3 separate regions of the Mus musculus genome follow, and regions 1 and 2 are each linked to region 3. Evidence: chromatin contacts called from public ChIA-PET and HiChIP or PLAC-seq data. All regions are on one chromosome and are shown on one strand. The core of a region is the stretch at or near the end of the contact, and the rest is flanking DNA. Distances in the headings are between cores, read along the strand shown. Region 1 has its middle 38 kb from the start of Gm14642. Region 2 has its middle 15 kb from the start of Gm14642. Region 3 holds the start of Pmepa1 (prostate transmembrane protein, androgen induced 1).

Region 1 (2,700 bases), core at 196-2,695, 160 kb before region 3:
CTTGCCTTCGAGTCATGATGACGCCTTGGCTCACTTCTCTGCTCATTCCCCTCCTGTGTCACGGTAGTCATGGTGGTCCACACTGATAGCTCTCATTGTGCTGGCTAGACAACCAGGCGTGGGATCCTGCTTATGATGTCGTCCATGTGTCCACAGAGCAGCACGGCTGACTCGATTCCCCCTCACCTTCTCTCTGGCGATTTCCCACACTGGCACAGGTCTATTACGATCCTCGAGACCTAGGACCTAGAGTTGCCAAGACAGCTAGGACTCACCCCTTGACCTATGTATTTCCTCACTGCCTCTGCCCTTCAGCTCTCCTGGGGGTCTGCTCCTGGCTGCTGAGAGGTTCCTCTGCACCAGAGCCAGGTGGCTGAACTGTTGTGAAACACCCACCCTGGATGTTATGAGGCGTCCACCCTGATGACCCTTGCCACATTGGAGGGGGGAGGATGTGGAAGAGTCCCTGGTACCATCCTCTCGGCTCCAGCCAGACCCAGCTGTGGCTCCTTCTTGCCCAGTTAATTCAGATCCCACATCTAGAGTCCTCTGGCCCCTCTCAGTTCCCACCAGACTGTGCAACATTTCCACAGTGTGGATTGGATTACATATTCCATGTCTCAAATCTGCCAATCCCAGCGTGGAGAAAAAAAACTCCCTGCTGTGTCTCCCAGGACCCTCTGTCCTACACTGCAGACTGGGCTCTAATGATGCCCTGGACCTGGACCTCCCCACCCTCTTGTCTCCTCCCCCCTCCTCCCTTCCTACTCTGTCAATCAGCATCACACTGATCAGGCCACTGGTTCCCCAGAGCTGTCTCAGAAGACATGGGTGGTGGAAAGGGAGACATTAAAGAAATGATCGCATCCATTTACTTAGTGCTGGTGGGTGGGGCACGTGAACGTCAGGGCATGAATGTGGACCTGGTTCTCTCCTTCCACTATGTGGGTTCTGGGGATTGAACTCAGGTTAGGTAGAGCCTTTATCCACTGAGGCATCTCACTGATCCTTCAACTGATGTCCCTGGCTCCTTTACCAATGCTTGGTCTCCCTCACTGGACCAAGAGAACAGACATGGAGTGGGTCTAGAGGACGGTGCAGGATGGATGAGGATTGGCCACACTGGTTAGGAGCGGTCATTTGCTGAGTGAAATCAAAGCAGGGGCCCTGGGGCCTATGCCCCCACATAGCACACACGGCTCACTCAGCTTGGACTTCAGGCATCAGGGAGGGCACAAACCTAGCTTAGGCCCCCGTTTCCACCACTGGGGTTGGGAGTATGTCTTTGAAACAGTATCAGCCACTTTCCTGAAGGGTTCCAGATGGCCCTCAGTTACAGATACCCAAGCAGAAAGAAGTGAGCCAAATCCTCCAGCCTCTACCCCCAGTCCCTGACCCATGTCCAGCTGGCTCCACCAAAGAAGTGACCTCAAACTCTGTGTGGCCAGCTGTATCCACTTCATGTTGACTCCACCTTAAAGCACTTCACTCTTTGGCCATTCACATTTATCAGCTCCATATCCCAGGCCCTGAAATCACCCACGTGAGTTAGTTACTGACACCCACACTAATTAAGCTAATTAAGAGTTTAAGAATTCTTTAATAATGGCCTGACTAAGATAGGTGAACGAATCCAAAATGCCTCTTGTTGATTAAGCTCAGGGGTACAGTGGTTTTTTGTGTGTGTTTTTTTTTAAGACAAAACTCGTAAAAGCCACAGTGTTCTAGGGAGGTTGCATCAGTGTTTGGGGCTGTGGTAACCTTGTAACATCTGTCTTTTTGCAGAGCTTAGCAGGAATTTCCAGACACAACACGACAATTATTTTTGATTTACACTTCCTCTGGTTATTTTAGCTTTATGTTTTAGCTTGCACAAACATTAATTATTTTGGTTAATACATCTGGACAATGGTTAGGGTCACAGACGGCCTCAAAAGCATTGGCAAGGCGGATGTGGTTATTGAGGGCTGGAAAGGCTGAGAAGGCAGATTCAAAATGGAGTCAGAACAAGAGAGTGTTACCTTAGTCTCTTCAGCCCAGTCCTGGATAGCACAGGCTATCCCACCCCCATCACCCTCTCCACCAGTAGCAGGTGTTCTCACTCTCGAAGACCTGAAAGTGGAAGTCAAAGAGCTGTCTGTGTGTCTCTCTTACACACAAGTTCATTCTGAGGCTGAGGTGAAGGCTCCCTTTTCCTCCCAGAGGGATTTATGCATTTGTTGTTTGTTTAGTTTACCTTTTTATTATGTCTCTTTGAGACAGAGTCTCATGTAGCCCAGGCTGGCCTCCAACTTGATATGTAGCTGAAGATGACCCCGAACTCCTGGGATTACAAGTGTACCGCCCATCGCATCTATGCGGTTCTGGGGATGCTCATGTTCAGTTGATGGGTAGAGTCTCAGACAGGAGTGCATTTCTGGGAGCTTTCCCTGGACTTCCCTCCACCAGTCCTGTGAGAGATCCAACCTCATTCCTATTTCTGAAGTGACTTTCATTTGTCACATGTCCACAGCCTTTCCTATAGCCACATGATGGTGTTTATAGCAACACTGAAGCTTTGAGTAAATACTGTGGTATCATCTCTAAAGGTGGAGGGGGCATGAGAATGCCCAGGCTGAAACAGACAAGGGGATAAGATAAGGTCATGATTATTTAGAAGTGGGAGAAGAAAGGTTGTGTAAATTTGACCCTGGTCATGTG
Region 2 (2,700 bases), core at 167-2,666, 130 kb before region 3:
AATGCAGAGGTCCAGGGAACCCCAGAAACGCAGCCTCCTGTCTGGTTCATATGTCCAGCCCAACTGCTCCCAACTTCTCTCTCCATCCACCAGAGCAAGTGACACTTGTCTTAGAGCGTCTCTAGGACAGCTCCCTGTTCTGACACCTATAGAAAGGCAAGAGGGGTGGCAGCCAGAAGTCACCATCTGGCATCCTACAAGCCTGCAAGGAAAGCCAGCCCCAGCTGAGATTAGGACCAGATTATGTTTGAACTTGAACCGTGGTTCCTTCTCATGGTCTTTGAGGACCATCTGGAGAAAGCCAAGAAGGAGAGAGGAGACACAAAAGGCTACACACACCATCGCACACGGAGCCAAGGCTCAGCAGGTGCTATGTTCCATGCATAGCTGTTGAACTGCTGGGCACCACACTAGGACTTGCCTGGGAGGAAGGAGTTGTGTGGGGGGCTACTGGGATCTATAGGCCCGAGAGCAGCTAGAGTCAAGCTCTTGGAAGCCTGACAAAAGTGTCCTCGTGGCTCACACTCTGTACAGTGCTTTGTCACCTCTTCACAGAGTGAAACGTGACTTGTGTGGGTCACCTCACCTTAACGGTGAGTCACACCTGGTTCTAGTCTCTTGTGACTATCCCTCAAGGGGCAGAAAGTCCACGAGACGGTCATTTTTAACCCTTTTACTGATGGGACTGAAGAGACTCAGTGAAGAACCCCTCGTGATGCTTCTGGGCTGCTCTGCAAAGCCTGTGCCCACTCAACCCAACCTGCCATTGGGTTGGGTTGAATCCCATTGGTAGTGTCTTTCTGACCTGGAGCTTGGCTCTGGCAGGTGCTGTCTGACCCTGTGACCACTCGGACAGACTCAGTCTTGGCATTAGTGGGAGCATTTGCACACAACTCCGTTGCCAGTTTGCAGGCCATGCTGTTTCTGGGGCCATAATTTCATTTTTAACTAATAAGGATGTTAAGATCTGCCTCATGGGCTACAGAGGTCAGCAGCAGGTGCAAAGGCCCTGAGGTAGCTTTTGGTTCTGAAAAATGAACTAAAAGGAGCTGCACACATGCACACACATGCACACACTTGAACACACACACAAACATATACAAACACAAATATGCATGCACACACACAAACTTGTAACACACATGCACATACACACATACATTCTCTGTCTCTGTCTCTGTCTCTTTCACACACACACACACACACACACACACACACACACACACACACACACACATAGTTTCTAGCTCCTGTGGATTCAGGGTAGGTCTACCTGCCTCATCTCCTAGGGATTTAGAAGCCCAGAGTGCGTAGATCTCAGATCTCAATTGATCGGCCTCCTGGGTGAGCTGTCTGACACAGAAAATGTGTCTGTGAAAACCCAACGATGCCGGAAGATGCCCTTCAGGTGCCTGGGCTGACCCGGGGAAACCACAGACAGCAAGCTGTTGAAAGGAGACAGGAAGCCACTCCGTAGAGACACCCCCACCCCCACCCCAGCTGCTGACAGGCTGAGTGGAAGTGAAGAGGCCTCGCCTGTCGGATTAATTAAGGGTGGCGGTCTCATTAACCGCCGGCTGACCTCGGAAGCGCAGGCCCGCTGGGTGGGCAGCACGGTCCAGGGTCGTTAATGGTGATGTGTGTGGACTCATCAGAGAGACAGCCATCTTCCTTCAGGCCTGGCTTCAAACTGAAAAGGCCTTTGGCCTCTGGCTCTGCATGGTTACTGGTTTATGAACAAGGAGAGCCTAGCTATGGGGCTCAGAGGGGCCCCTCTGGGGAGCATGAGAAAAGGGCTTTACCAGCTACGGTCAGGTCTGCGATGGTCCCAGAACCAGCAGGGGGCTGGAGGACTGGTCCACCACATGGAAGTACCCGTACATCTTTTCTTCCAGTCTCTCTGACCTCTTTGTGGTACTGGGTATCGGACCTCGCGCATGCCAGGCAAACAAGAATCCTGCCGCTGAGCTCTCTCTCAAGCTTCCTTGAGTTTTAAAATCGAACATCTCAGGCTTTTGGATCCTTGTGCATGCTCCACATAGGTCCACACTTTGTGGTACCATCTGTAGTCACTCACTAGAGTTCTGGGAGGCTGGCCCTGTAGGGGCCCCATTCCATGGGTGGGTTGACTTAGATTCAGGACACACTTAAGTCGGGCCAGAGACAGATGCAGAGCTAAAGCCACCGTGCTGGGCTTCACGGCTATGACTGTCTGTGAGAGATAGGGTTAGCCGAACTTCCTGTTCACATGAGCTTCCAGATACATATGAGAAGATCCAGATAGACCTTCATCAGCCTGAATTGGCCTAGCAGTTATGTCTCTGCCTGAGCCTTGCCCTGTTCTGCAGAAAAACCAGCATGGGCCCTCTGTCAGAAAGCATCCTTTGAGAACTAGTGAAGAGGGCTGAGTGGGGAGATGGGGCCCGCCCACCTGCTGGTTTCAGGACTTCCTTCTTGCTTAAATCAAGTGGTGTTTGTTTGCATTTCAGACTGGGATTTCATCCATTCGGAGTTTCAGTTAAAGCGCACCAGATCTGGATCTGTTAAAATAAATTTTTTTTTTGTTTGTTTTTGTTTTTTGAGACAGGGTTTCTCTGTATAGCCCTGGCTGTCCTGGAACTCACTTTGTAGACCAGGCTGGCCTCGAACTCAGAAATCCGCCTGCCTCTGCCTCCTGAGTGCTGGGATTAAAGGCATGCA
Region 3 (2,700 bases), core at 140-2,639:
AAAAATAAATATTAAAAACAAAAAGCAAGATTGAGCTGCTATTTCAAACAAATGGACTAAGCACCTTGGAACCTCCCTCTGGGAGGACACTGGGCTCCGCGGTGGCTCCTCCAGGAAGGTCACGGAAGGTTAGGCAGAGGAACCCACTTCCTGGGCTGCTCTGAAAACTATTCTCTCAGCTTCACCTATTCACCAGTCTATTAAAAATAAATAACAAAAACCTGTGAAAGCTTTCCCCTTCTTTAATGACAAGGGACACAGCCCCTTAAAGTCCTTGGATCCCTCGTGGGCAGGGACAGGTACTCCATCAGGCTGTGCAGAACTTAGGCTCCGTCTTCCTGAGCCTTCACCGCTGTGCTTAGCTGAACCGAACACTTTCTCTGGCTGTAAAATGAAGCCAAATAATAATTTGTCTCCCCAAGTTGCTATGGGAGACATTACTATCTGGTGTGCTTCTGGCACACAGTAGGCACGCCAGGCGACTGAAAGTTTAGGAATGGGTCAAGGAGGCGTACTTCATATTTGAGGCTGGCTTTGCGCTAGGGATGGGAGGCCTCTTATGTAACAGTTTAATATCTTTGAAGCCAGAGCACGGGTTCCCATAGCTCTCCAGTAATTAATTAAAACTTAATGAACAAAAAGCACCCTCCCTTGACCCCCTTTTACACTCTGAGCCACACAACCCAGTCGGTGGCCCTTGGGGCGGCAGATAGAGGGTGAGGGTGTGTAACTGCTTGGGTGTCCCATAATAGTAACACACACACACACACACACACACACACACACTCTCACCCCCAGTCCCGGGCACTAATTTACAAGGCAAGGACCAGGGGGCGCTTCTCGGGGCGTGTCTACAGAAATTCCAGTCTATCCAAAAGGCCCAGTTAAAGAGCCGCGCGGGGTTGGGGGTTGCGGAGGGGCTCAGACTAATTCTCAGTCTCCTGAGAAATACAGCTATGGATGGGTCTTTACTCCAGACCCTCCATGCTCTGATCTCCATGCATTAAACTCTTCCAAGGCGCCCCAGAAACCTTATAGTCTTCGGGTGCCCCCAAAAGCCTGGGTGGAGGGCCCCAGGGGCAGGAGTTGGAGAGGAGAACACCTTAACTTTTCGTCTTGATTCTTGTTCTGTGTTGTGACCGCCGCAGGCACGGGGGCTCCCGCGGACCGGGCCTGCGGAGTCTCGAGGGCGCTGGGTCTACGCAGCGCCGGCGACCGGTCTACATGGACGCTAGGCTCGGGCCCTTTAAGAGCCCGCCCCGCGAGCGACGGGCCCGCCCCCCGGGCCGAGGAGGGTGCGGGGGCCGTCGGCGGGGATTGGCGCAGCGCGCGCCCCCTCCGCGGCCCCCGCGCGGTGGGAACCGGCAGCCCCGTCTAGCGCTGACGTCAGACCGTCTGCCTGCCTCCGACCGCGGGCGCGCGGCGCAACCCGATCTCCTTGGACTTGAATGAGGAGCGGGCGGCGGCGCTCAGCTGCGGATCGGCCGGCGCGCAGGCTGAGCCCGGCGGCCCCGTGCCCCGGCCGCCCGCCCGTGCCCCGCACGCCGCCCGCGGCCACGGCCCGCCGCCCCGGGGCTCCCGCTCGGCGGCCGGGGGACCCAGCTCGCCTCGGGGACCTCGGCGGCGCCCCGAGCCCGCGCCGCGCTGCTCGCTGTATGCGGGGCCCGAGCCCCGCGCGCCGGCCGGAGCCGCCCCCGCGCCCCGCGCCTCGCGCCCCGCGCCGCCCGTGACCGCTTGATGGGGGTCAACGGCACCGCCGCCGCCGCCGCCGGGCAGCCCAATGTCTCCTGCGCGTGCAACTGCCAGCGCTCTTTGTTCCCCAGCATGGAGATCAGTGAGTGTGCCCTGTTCCCCCCGGGACAGCCCCGTGGGATCCCCGGCCCGGGACATCGGGATCGCGTGGGGACTCGGGGGCCGCGCGCCTGCCTCGCCCAGGCTCCCCGGTTGCGCTCGCCGCGCCCGGGGCGCGCCCTCCCGGAGGCTCGCGGCAGCTGGCGGCCGGCCCGGCTTTGTCCCGCGGCGCTGCGAGCCTGGCACGGTCCCCGCCGCGCGCGCCCCGCCCGGCCCGACTCGGACCCGGGGCTCGGCGGGGACGTCGCGCCTCTTGGGAGGGCCAGGGGAGCCGGGTCGGGGAAGTTTCCATTCCGTTTTCCCTAGGGGCCGCGGCGATGGAGCAATTAGGCTCTTTATCAACTTTGGGCGGGGGAGCGGGCGGGGGAGACACTGTCTGGCCCGGGAGGTGTCTGGGGCTCCTGGCGTGTGTCTGGAGTGGCCATGGCGATGCGTCCCGGGTTTCCGTGCGTATGTAGAGTGCGCTAGTCTGTCTGTCTGAGTCTCCGCGCGTCTTTTGGTGTCTGTGGTTCAGAGTCGCGGTCTGTGCCGGCCGAGTGCGTGTCCGAGTGTTCCTGCATCTCAGTGTGACTGATTTGCTGTGTGCTCGTGGCGGGGGTTGGGGATATGATCTGGATCCAGCCAGATTTAAGGACCGTTTGTGTTCAGGTGTCTGAATCCAGGGCTCAGCGCTGGCGCGTCTAGCCCACCGCGGATCCCCAGTGTGTGTCATTGTGAATGTCTGTCCCGGACTCCTATAAATAGCCTCTGTCTGGACTGCTTGGCTCACTCTGGCTGGGACGGTGGTTACAAATGAGTCAAAGTTTTGGGGCTGTTTGTGTTGAGACCTCCTTGGAGGTGGTAGACTCA

What was found. ChIA-PET counts read pairs in DNA pulled down with a chosen protein or histone mark. HiChIP or PLAC-seq counts read pairs in DNA pulled down with a chosen protein or histone mark.
Region 1: a contact with region 3 is called in a BATF HiChIP or PLAC-seq map of CD8 T cells, with 11 read pairs. The contact joins the enhancer-like site here to the promoter of Pmepa1 in region 3. A contact is called at or near these places in 7 of 39 promoter capture datasets (HPC-7-derived erythroid cells, cranial neural crest, embryonic stem cells and 3 more), 1 of 15 datasets of contacts at CTCF or cohesin (CD8 T cells), 22 of 484 Hi-C or Micro-C datasets (the 3T3-L1 cell line, B cells, the C2C12 cell line and 14 more), 24 of 115 datasets of contacts at active chromatin or transcription factors (CD8 T cells, DN3 thymocytes, the SCID.adh cell line and 18 more) and 3 of 9 other capture datasets (adipose tissue, liver and pancreatic islet).
Region 2: a contact with region 3 is called in an RNA polymerase II ChIA-PET map of memory CD8 T cells, with 999 read pairs. The contact joins the enhancer-like site here to the promoter of Pmepa1 in region 3. A contact is called at or near these places in 7 of 39 promoter capture datasets (the 3T3-L1 cell line, cranial neural crest, hippocampal neurons and 3 more), 4 of 15 datasets of contacts at CTCF or cohesin (CD8 T cells, embryonic stem cells, large pre-B cells and 1 more), 35 of 484 Hi-C or Micro-C datasets (B cells, the C2C12 cell line, CD4 T cells and 14 more), 34 of 115 datasets of contacts at active chromatin or transcription factors (CD8 T cells, the SCID.adh cell line, Th2 cells and 25 more) and 4 of 9 other capture datasets (adipose tissue, embryonic stem cells, liver and 1 more).

The regions. Positions count from the first base shown.
Region 1 is chr2:173,431,121-173,433,820 of GRCm38.p6, reverse strand. No RefSeq gene overlaps it. Among named protein-coding and RNA genes, the nearest start is that of Gm14642, 38 kb to the right of the region's middle. Within about 2 kb of position 1,445, at least 31 of the 459 cell types and tissues checked have an H3K27ac peak or open chromatin away from gene starts, as enhancers often do. A contact at or near this core is called in the C2C12 cell line, CD8 T cells, Th1 cells and 4 more, where this site is marked.
Region 2 is chr2:173,408,442-173,411,141 of GRCm38.p6, reverse strand. No RefSeq gene overlaps it. Among named protein-coding and RNA genes, the nearest start is that of Gm14642, 15 kb to the right of the region's middle. Within about 2 kb of position 1,416, at least 83 of the 459 cell types and tissues checked have an H3K27ac peak or open chromatin away from gene starts, as enhancers often do. A contact at or near this core is called in B cells, CD8 T cells, the P5424 cell line and 11 more, where this site is marked.
Region 3 is chr2:173,275,222-173,277,921 of GRCm38.p6, reverse strand. Pmepa1 (prostate transmembrane protein, androgen induced 1) reads left to right here and starts at 1,389. Exons shown (of 4, transcript NM_022995.3): 1 at 1,389-1,834. The coding sequence starts at 1,738.